Linked DNA regions of Zea mays: region 2 is linked to region 1. A link is a contact called in public Hi-C data. All regions are on one chromosome and are shown on one strand. The core of a region is the stretch at or near the end of the contact, and the rest is flanking DNA. Distances in the headings are between cores, read along the strand shown.

Region 1 (5,272 bases), core at 1,101-3,600:
GGGACGAGGTTAGCACCGACAAATTTCCTCGTGGACACAGTTTACTGGAAAGAGTAAACCTGCAAGCAGAGAGAGAGAGAGAGAGAGAGAGAGAGAGAGCAACAGACTGGCACAGAGCATTTACTCGGGACACGCCAGTACGTACTAGCATGGGCTCGACGGAGCAAATTCAATTTGAAGCAGTGTCGTTTTGACCAGGGCACGCAACGCAAGCGAATGCGATAAAATCCGCCACGCAGGCAGGACACAGCCAAGACGCTCGCTCGCTCTCTGGGAAACGGCAGGTGCTGCAGCACTGCACCGATCGGCATGCAATGCAAACCAGGAGCCGACACCGCGAGAAGATCATGGGAAGAGCTCGAAAACCGACGGCGGCACCTCGGAGCGTTCTCTCGGCACCGAAATCAATGAGTAAAACAAAAGGGTTTCCCTAAACACGCCGCGGCCGGGATCGCAATCAAGTCATTACCCCCGTCGTCCAATGGAAACGGACGGGGGGCCGCAACTGGCAAGGCTTTCCACGCCCGTCCAGTCCAGAGCCACGCCGGACCTTGCCCCCTTGCATGCATCTCGACGATGGAATGGATAGAAGCTGGCAGAGCAGGACCAGCGCCGGTCGGCCGAGCAATGCAGCGTCCCGCGGCACGCGACGCTGCCTTAATTCCTTGCAGGGTTGGTGCGACGGAGAAGAGGAACGCGTCGCGCGCGGGCGCAGCCCCAGTCCCTGTGGCTCCTACTACGGGGCGAAACGAAATCATTGCGAGCGAGCGAGCGAGAGATCGATCGCTGCGGGGGCAGCGGCGTGCCGTGCCGCCACCGGCGGTCTCGCACCCCGCCGTACCCAGGCCCAAGGCGTACGTACGAATCCCCGGACGTGGCGCGGTGGCGCCCCCGCGCCGGATGAACCGACGACGAGCGTCGTCGTCTCCGCAATAGAGATGTCAATGGGGACCCGATACCCGCCAAACCGTGGGGAATTCCCCTATTAGGGTACGGGTATGAGACGAAAATTGTACCCATGGGTATGGATATGGGACAAAATCTCCACCCATTGGGTAAACGGGTATGAGTTTGGTAAGCAATAATCCGAACCCGATTACCCATGGGTATTTCCTACGTGTACACCTGTCGTGTTTGTATGAATGAGTTGAGGCCGAGCTGGCCACCAAGCGCAACACGACAACGCATCAGGCCCCAGGTCCTGGCCCAACAAGGCAACTAGCAAACTAGTAAAAAACAAAACCCTAAAATAACCAGCCATATGCTATGCCCTGCCCAGACAACGGTGACGACCATGAATTCTCGGGCGCCAACGAACTCAGATGGTGACCAAGGAAGGTGAGAAAACTCTATTTCTTCTATCGGTCCCGAAGTACTTATGTCTTTTCTGATGGATGGATGAATGAATCATGGTTCATGGATGAGTGCTTGTCGATGTAGTGATGTCTAAACTCTAGATTGTTTGTGCTACATGTTAGTACCTAGTTATCCCTTAATTGGGGATGGGGACCCATTGGGGACCCGAAACCCGAATGAGGATGGGTATGGGATAAGTTTTGTACCCATGATGGGTATGGGGATGGGTATGAGGATGGATCAAACATGATGGGGATGGGTATGGGATGCTATAACCCGGTGGGGAATTCCCCATTGACATCTCTACTCCGCAACCAGAAGTCCAGAAGCCATGCACAGCAGAAGCAAAAAAGAATGGAACACCCCCGTACTACGTGGGCGCGCTTTGATGAGACGCACTGTGCGATGCGTGTGGCGATGGGTCATACAGTTTTGGCGTCCTGCTGCCATGCCATGCCATAGGCTGGAATCGAGTTTGTAGCATCGTCATCATCATCTGATACAGCGGAGCGAGCCGTGCGAGATTCCCACTGCCGAGGAGCGACGCGGCAGCGCTTGCTTGTGGCCGGGTAGGGCCGCGGCGTCGTGCCAGGTCGGCGGTGGGCGCGCGGGACCGGGGGCGGGGAACACGATACGCCACACCGCGGTGTGCAAGGCAAGGCAGAGAAGACAGCCCGGGAATCTGGACCATCAGAGGCCCCAGCCGAGTGTTAAATGCTCGCCCTCTGATCGGGTGGATCGCGATTGGCAGCGACGCTTCCGCACCGGGGGTGTGGCCGTGGCCCGTGTGAGACGTGAGAGTTTAGAGCGCGCGGTGCGAAATCCCCGCGCTGCCCTCGCGCGCCCCGCCCCGCCCCTCTGCCAGCCCGGGCCCCTGTCCGAGCCGGGATCGCGGCGCCCGAAGAAGATATCGTGGCCAATACAGGCAAACGCCATCGCCACGCCCCCCCGGCCGGCCCTTTCCTTCCTTTCCTCTACTCTATTTATTTATGCCTCACACCGACCTCGGCGCACCACAACGCACCAGTGATCAGTGCGTCGCTTTCGCTCGCTTTGGCAACTCCCCCCTGCTCAGTGCTGGCAATTGCTGCCTGCGCTCGTAGTCACTCTCACAGTGCCCCCCCGCCCTGCTGCCAGAGAACCAGAAGGAAAGGAGGATCCCGAGCAGTCAATTGCCCTGATCCTCCCCCCCACCCTGGGGTAGTAAGAGAAAGAGCGAGGCTGAATTGCTGTGAGGCAGGCGAGGGTGGTTGTGTGTGTGTGTGTTGCTGCGCTGCGCAGGCTCAGTGCGGGCGATGGGGCGATCGCCGTGCTGCGACAAGGAGGGGCTCAAGAAGGGCCCGTGGACGCCGGAGGAGGACCAGAAGCTGCTCGCCTACATTGAGCAGCACGGCCACGGCTGCTGGCGCTCGCTGCCCGCCAAAGCCGGTGAGCTTGCTATAGCGAGCTAGTGTAGTTACTAGTTAGTAACAATCAAAGTCCAGCAGCATTCGGCTACGCTGTTTGGTTTGCGCTGGCTCCTCCTTGACATGCATGCGGATATGGCCGTGTGGTGTGGCAGGGCTGCAGCGGTGCGGCAAGAGCTGCCGCCTCCGGTGGACGAACTACCTCCGGCCGGACATCAAGCGGGGCAAGTTCAGCCTGCAGGAGGAGCAGACCATCATCCAGCTCCACGCTCTGCTCGGCAACAGGTGAGCGCTCGAACCGATCATTCCTTGATGATGCCTTGATGGATGCATGGAGTACTGTCATAGCACCGCCCACTACGTACCCTGCACCCCGGAATTCAGTTGATCGTCGTCGCACGAATTTTGACTGGTAGTAGTAGCTCGAGCGGCGCTGCCCGGCCGGCAGGTCAAGAACTCACCTCACCTAGCATCCGTCCCGCACCCTTGTCTTGCACATTTATGATGGACGGGTACCTAGGCCAGGAACACCACGAGATGGGGAACATTTCCAAGCATTTTTCTCGGAGTGCGCTCTATTCACCGTGTAGTACGCATGTTTCTCGCAGCGGGTTTACATGAACCAAACCAACGATACATTTTGGCGACTAGCGTTTACTAGTAACTGGAAAATTTGAACCTTAGCAGAGTAGTGTGGAGTAGTATACTGCATTGCCTGCCCAACACCTACTACTGCTGAGCTGAGCTTGTGTGAATTGATCCCTCAATGCATAGTAGGCATCATCTCGGGAAAAAGCGTGAGAGAGCTGGGCCACGGGAGGCTCTTCCCCGAATTTCCCCTTCTTTTTTTCCCACGAATGATTCGGCATTCAAGCCTGCCATTCAATGAGGAGCCCGGCCCCCGTCGCTGTGGGCCTTTGGTCCACTGTAGCCACCTGCTCTCTTGCCGTTTTGACTCATATACTCGCTCTGTCACTTCTGCATCGTGTCTGCACCACTTGAGCACTCGTATACTAGCTCTCGCACGCCCACGCCCGCGCCCGCGCCCGCGGTGTTTTTTTTTACGCTGCTGCCGTTGTAGATTTGTCAACGCGATCGCTGATAATTGTTTTCCCCTCATGGGCTCATGGCGCGCGTCCGCCGTGCGTGCAATGCATGCAGGTGGTCGGCGATCGCGACGCACCTCCCGAAACGCACCGACAACGAGATCAAGAACTACTGGAACACGCACCTCAAGAAGCGGCTGGCCAAGATGGGCATCGACCCGGTCACGCACAAGCCGCGCTCCGACGCGCTGGGGACGGGCGGCGGGGGAGGCGCCGCGGGCGCGCAGCACGCCAAGGCCGCGGCGCACCTCAGCCACACGGCGCAGTGGGAGAGCGCCAGGCTCGAGGCCGAGGCGCGCCTGGCGCGCGAGGCCAGGCTGCGCGCGCTCGCGGCCTCCGCCTCGGCGCCGCCGCAGATGCCCGCCGCCGCCGCGCACCGGCTCGACTCGCCCACGTCCACGTTGAGCTTCTCCGAGAGCGCCGCGCTCGCCTCGGTCCTGCAGGAGGCGCACGGCGCCGCGGCGGCGGCGGCCGCGGCCGCGCGCGCCGCCATGCAGCCCATGCAGGCGTACGAGGAGGCGTGCAAGGAGCACGAGCAGCAGCAGTGGGGCGATCACGTCGTCGATGTCGCCGACGCAGGCTTCGCCGCGGCGGGGTTCACGGGCCTGCTTCTCGACGGCTCCTTGAGCCAGCATGATCTGAGGCCGGCGCCGGCGACGACGACGAGGGACGACGAGGCGGACGCCGGCCTGCACGAGACGGAGGAGGAGAAGAGCTACTGGGACAGCATAATGAACCTGGTGAACTCGTCGTCGTTGCCGACGACATCCGTGGCAGTGCCCGCTCCCGAGCCAGCGTACCCGTCCTCGGCGTCGCTGCACACGTCGGTGGCTATGCCCGCGCTCGTAGCGTACCCGTCATCGGCGCCGCTGCAGACACCGGTGGCGATGCCCACGGTCGAGGCGTACTCGTCATCGACGTCGCTGCAGCAGACGTCGGTCATCGCGATGCCCGCGCCCGAGGCGTACTCGTCGTCGGCCTCGTTCTCGACGTCAGTCGCTGTGCCTGTGCCCGCGCCCGAGGCGTACTCTCCGGCGATGGAGTTCTGCTGACTCGTGAGCCCTGGACACATGCATGTCCGCCGGCATGTGGCCGTTCAAATGACACAGTAAATAGCTAGCTATTTCGGAACAATAAGATCGAACTACTAATGTTGATGGTTAAATCGCGTTCTCGTGTTAAATCTGACAGCACCCTGATTAAACATGCGAGGAAGAAAATGGTTGTACCGAATTTAGAGTCTACTACTCGTTCATCAGTTGCCAAAGCTTCTTGTAGACTGAAGAACAGTGATCAGAGCGTCTCGTCTTCGCTCTGTATGTAATTCGATAACCATTTTCATCAGTAGTATACTGCAGCAGTGAGGTGGAGCTAATCGAAATGGGAAAAAAATCTTTTTTTTTA
Region 2 (5,262 bases), core at 1,756-4,255, 370 kb before region 1:
ACTTGTATTTTGGACTTTGTTTGTGGACATTATATGAAGAACTATGTTCTGTGGATGTTTTTATATTCGATGTTATTTTGTGATGTATTATATGTTGAAATGCTTATATGTCTTATAATATGTGATTATTTGAACTGTGGTTGTTAATAAAACAAGGGAAACTCTTGCAAAAAAAATTTGTGAACTGTAAAAAACATAATAAGCAATAAGTAACGCATCTTTAGAGTTCTAAATTATTTTTGATACGTAAATACTACATAATAGGCTACAATTCTTCAGTCTGAATCACAATCTATGAGTAACTCATCTTCGGAGTCATCCGTCGCGCAATCCTCAACAACAACCTCATTCCACTTGCTGCATTGTCCTGCATCACACTTGTCACCAGTTCTTTTGTAATAATTGGCTTCTGCTTCATCTGCAGCTTGGGAGAATAGCTCATCCTCAGCCTCAGCCTCATCAGACTTCTTGTAATAAGCTGCCTCTACCTCTGCGGCGGCCTGTGACAGAAACTCATCCTCTTCCTCTTGAGCACGTAATCCTGCCTCAGCTAGTGCTATGAGCTCACTCAACCTTGACATGTCGTCCTCCTCTTCTTCATGTAATCCTGCCTCTGCGAGGGCGATAAGCTCACTCAATCTAGATGTGTCGTCGTCCTCCTCCTCCATCAGCTCAACCGTTGCCATTTTATCCTGAACATATCTCGCATGCGCCTCATCGGCCAAATAGTTTACGCCGCTTCCAATCTCTGCAAATATAATGAGAAAATTAAGTTAGCAAAGTCAGGATAAATAAATTGTACTAACATAATTATAATATCATTTATCTCACTTACTTCCCTTGAGGCGATCAGCAAGATTATCCAACATCTGTTTCTCGGCTTGAGCCGCTTCCCATTCCCTTGCATCCTGTGCTCTCTTCTCATCTGCCGCCTTCAACCTCCTATACTCTGCACGCTTCGGGCTATCATAAAAGGCAGATTTTGCTTCCCTACGCATGTCGCGTATGCGATCGTTAATGTACGAATCAACGAGCCGAGATCCACAACGCATCTTCTGTCCCATTATTCTCTTGGACTCTATTGTGCGCATCACCTCTCCTTTGTCGTCGTAACTCTCCCAACTGCATTCCTCGTCTCCTACAAAAAAATAGTAAGTACCGCTATAACATTACATCTGGTGCAAAAAAAAAATACCAACCTCATCGTAATCGACCATATGTCCACAAAAATATCCAACACCAAGCTCCGAAGGAACTAATCCATACTTAGCTTCAATACCGCATTTGCAGAGTACTGGATCAAATTTGACCTCTTCTGCCGCCCACCCCATGTATCTCTTTTCCTTTACCTCTGGCTCTGGCCAATGGGACAAAGGACCATACAACCACTCTCTGAAACGACACTTACGCCACCCGTATGGCTGCAGGAGAAAAAATTAGTAATTTATTGTAAATAAAAACTAGTTCATACATTTAGCGTATCAATGGGCTCACATAATCAATGTTCGGACAACAGAACTGCTTGTCATAGTCTTCGTCGATGACAGCACGGTCTCCACAATTGCATCGAGGCGGTGAGTCCATCCGTCTTTCTGTTGCTACCTCCTTCTCCGCATCCGTCATTGGTGGAGGATTCGGGGGAGGAGGTACCCAACGCTTAAAACGCTCATGACTGGTCTTTCCACTCAACCAATTAACGAAAAGAAGATATCGAGGGTCAAATTTATCAGGACCATCGATCCACTGGAAAAAGAAACACTTCTGATGTCCCTAAAATAATGGAAAGATGCACTATTACATATCTACAAAAAAATGAATGCGAACAAAGTTAAGTGACAAGTCATAAGCTACGTACGTCCAAAGTGCCACAAAGGTAGTAGCAGCGAGCAGCCGTGTCTGGATGTTGTGATTGATGTACCCAAGCTAGTCTGCCACAGTCACAGTTAGGCACGGGGAGTTCAGGAGGAACAGGAGCATCCTTACTAGATACGTCCGGATATAACTCCCGAGGACGACCTCTCTTCTGCCACAACGCCTCTCGGTACATGTCTTTCATCTAATAAACGATTATAATTATCACTTGTACCTATTATGCTTTATAATAAGTCTACACAAACTAATATTCGAAATGATAATATAATAGGTGTATACAAATTATTTAACTAACAACCCAATATACAAAACGAATCAGTTGGAAATCATACCTTGGCCTACGAAGTGAACCAACTCAAATCTTTGAATCCAGGAAATTTTGACGAAGTTTGGAAATGGGACGAAATGAGCTGCTCTCGGCCAGCCGCGCGGGCGTTTTTATAGGAATTCGTAGCTCGGCGCCAAGATCTGTGGCGCCGAGCTACGAGGCCGCGCCGCCGCCACGTCAGAGCCAGGTAAGCCCTAGACGCAACTAGCCGTTGCGGCCACGTCACAGCTCGGCGCAGCTCGGCGCCACGGCCTATGGCGCCGAGCTAAGGGTCCAAAACTGTATTTAAAATTTTTTTAGGTTTAAACGTGATTTTACTTCAGTTTAGAGGCTAAAATACAAAAAATTCGGCAGTGGACAAGGCCACTGTAATACGAGCACACAAAACTACAACTGCACGCACTCTACCCTAGTACTCTCTTGTCTCTTCTTTTCTTCGCGTACACGTTCTTCGTCACCCAGTGAGTGAGTGATGTGTGTGTGCGCGCGCGCGCGCCTACTACCACTACGTCGCAAGCTAGCCCGCCCGGCCACCCCATGGATTTATCTACATACATTGATACATAGTAACATAGGCATAGCAAGCTCACCACCTCAGGTATGCAAAAAGTGACGTATTGCCTTGTTGGGTGTTGCCCCCTCCGGCCCTCCCCTCTCTTTGTCTCCTTTTGCTTTTGGACCACCGCGAGATCTCACTCACAGCCTCACCCGTCTGTCTCTCTGATACAGATGCGTGCTAGACGAGAGAGAGGGACAGAGGGGGTGGCCCCCCCTATATCTACCGCCGGAACAAAGGCGCACAATGCAAGCCGGCCGGCATTGCAAACCAACAGGCAACAGACATGGCCGTCGAAGCTTCGGCTGCCCGCACGCTACCCCTGCCGCAAAGCTAATCATAATAAGCTTCGTGGTGCGATAGGCACGTCACGTCACGTCGGCAGCGCGCGGCGGCATCCACCTCCATCCGTCCATCGTTGGTCGCAAGGGAGCGCGAGAGAGGGAGGAGAGAATGAGAGCCCTCGCCCTCACGCTGCCAGCTCTTGTCCTTGCTGCTCTCCTAAGCTGCACCCCCGAGATCTCTGCCGTCAGAGTCCCGGCGGCCACTCTCGCCGACCAGACGAGCAACCGGCGGGGCGCCTCGTCGCCACCGGCGGCAGCCGAGCAGCCAACAAGGAAGGCGGCGAGCGACGATGACGCTGCCGCCGCCGCCGCCGCCGCAAGCAGCGCCAGGGCCAGCAGGCTCGACGACGCGTCCGCCAGCTGGAAGGCGCCCGCGGTTGCCGGCGGCGCCTCGTATTCCCCTCCTCCGTCGGCCGTGTTCGACCCCGATAGGATGAGCAAGCGCCGCGTCCGCAGAGGCTCCGACCCCATCCACAACAAGTGCTAGCTGATCCCGAGTGTGCGTCCGTGGCGAGTTCTCGTCAAGTGTCGATTCTCTCGCTTTGTTTCCTCCGCCTCTCCATTTCTCTAATCTGCTCCTTCGCTTTATTTTTTTTTTCTTCTTCTTCTTTCGTTACCACTTTTTTTTTCTCTTCTCTTTGAGGTTTGACCGTTTGAGCGCGCAGTTCTGCTGCCTACCGTGTTGTAGGGCGCAGTCGGTTTTGTGCTACAGAAATACTTGTACAGAGATGCATGCATGCCAATGAAAGGCGAATGCCGGTCGAATGGACACGCTGCCGCACCTTGCAAGCCGACATCCACGCACTTCTGTTTATAGATGTACATTCGGGCTGCTCGGCCCGGTCCAAGCCCAAAAGGCCCGCATTCTTTGAAATTTCGTGTCGGCTCGGCACGTTTGAATTTTGGGCCGTGTCGGGCCGGTCCACGGCTCGACCCGTAATTGCTTAAACGTGTAGGGCTTATTTTAGGCGGCCCGAAATTATAAAAGACCGAAATTAATATTAGGGCCCGAAATTCAATTTTTGGCCCGAAAGCCCAAAATTCACGTCAGAGCCCGAAATTCAAAACAAATTTAATAAAACAAATAAAAGATAAGACAAATAAATTTGATCAAAAACAAACTTAATATTTGTATTAAGTTACTAGGGCTATGCAATGACTACCTCGTTTATAAATCATTTTTGTTAGAAAGAAAAAGAGTATAATCAGCTCTATATAAAGTTCGTAAGTTCAGTTTATTATCTAATGTTCATAACAAAAATAAAATTACATCACATACTCTATTTCAAAGCTACAAAAAACATGTAACTAATATTATCTATAGCTTTGTGTTCTTTATCAAGTACATGAAATTATGGAATGAAGTGTGATTTTAATAAATATATGGGCCTTTTCGTGCCTCTATATGGGTCATTTCGTGCCTGCCTTAAACGGGTTGTGCTCGTGTCCGCCCATGGGCCGCGACCTCGGCTCAAACCCGGTCCGATATATCGGACCGTGCCGGCCCGGCACTAAAATATTTCGTGTTGTGTCGTGCCGTGCTTTTTTCCGTGCTTCGGGCCGGCCCATCAGACCCGGCCCAAATATACACATATACTTCTGTTCTGTATGTACACTTAGGGCTGGAAACGCTCGGCTCAGTGCCTGAACGAGTGCGGCGGGTCGCAAAGCAATGCTACCGCGCGCGTCGTCGCGAGTTCTCGTGTGTTTTCTCCACCGGGAGCAGGGGCAGCACAGCATGCTCGTTTCCGTTTGTTGAGCACCACATCTAGGAAGATCAGACGACCCAACCATGTGATACGGATGGTTCTAGGATTAATTCAAGTGAGATTATATATTTCCTTATAGCAACAGAGGGATTGTGATGTGGTGTTTATGATTAATTCAAGCGAGATAACTATGTTTCCATACTTATCAAACTAATCACATAGATTCTGTTGAGGAACATATATCACACCCGAATTTAAGGGATAAAGCTGGGTACGTCTCATATGTGCGCCGAAGAAAAACAACACATATAATGACCAAGTGCATAGAGATAAATGTCACAAATATTACTCCCTCCGTTTCTTTTTATTTGTCGCTGGATATTGTAAAATTGCACTATCCAGCGACAAATAAAAAGAAACGGAGGGAGTATTACATAGCGTAAGTGTCTTACA

Evidence for each region. Hi-C and Micro-C count contacts between places; a contact is called where the count stands out from the background.
Region 2: a Hi-C map of leaf shows a contact between it and region 1, with 3 times the contacts expected there. The contact joins the promoter of LOC100275876 here to the promoter of LOC103646361 in region 1. A contact is called at or near these places in 2 of 25 Hi-C or Micro-C datasets (endosperm and leaf).

What each region holds. Positions count from the first base shown.
Region 1 is chr2:43,568,166-43,573,437 of Zm-B73-REFERENCE-NAM-5.0, reverse strand. LOC103646361 (P-type R2R3 Myb protein) reads left to right here and starts at 2,350. Exons shown (of 3, transcript XM_023301609.1): 1 at 2,350-2,784; 2 at 2,918-3,047; 3 at 3,924-5,272. The coding sequence starts at 2,652. The coding sequence ends at 4,920.
Region 2 is chr2:43,939,147-43,944,408 of Zm-B73-REFERENCE-NAM-5.0, reverse strand. It overlaps LOC100275876, which reads left to right and starts at 3,005. Exons shown (of 1, transcript NM_001149841.2): 1 at 3,005-3,891. The coding sequence starts at 3,210. The coding sequence ends at 3,587.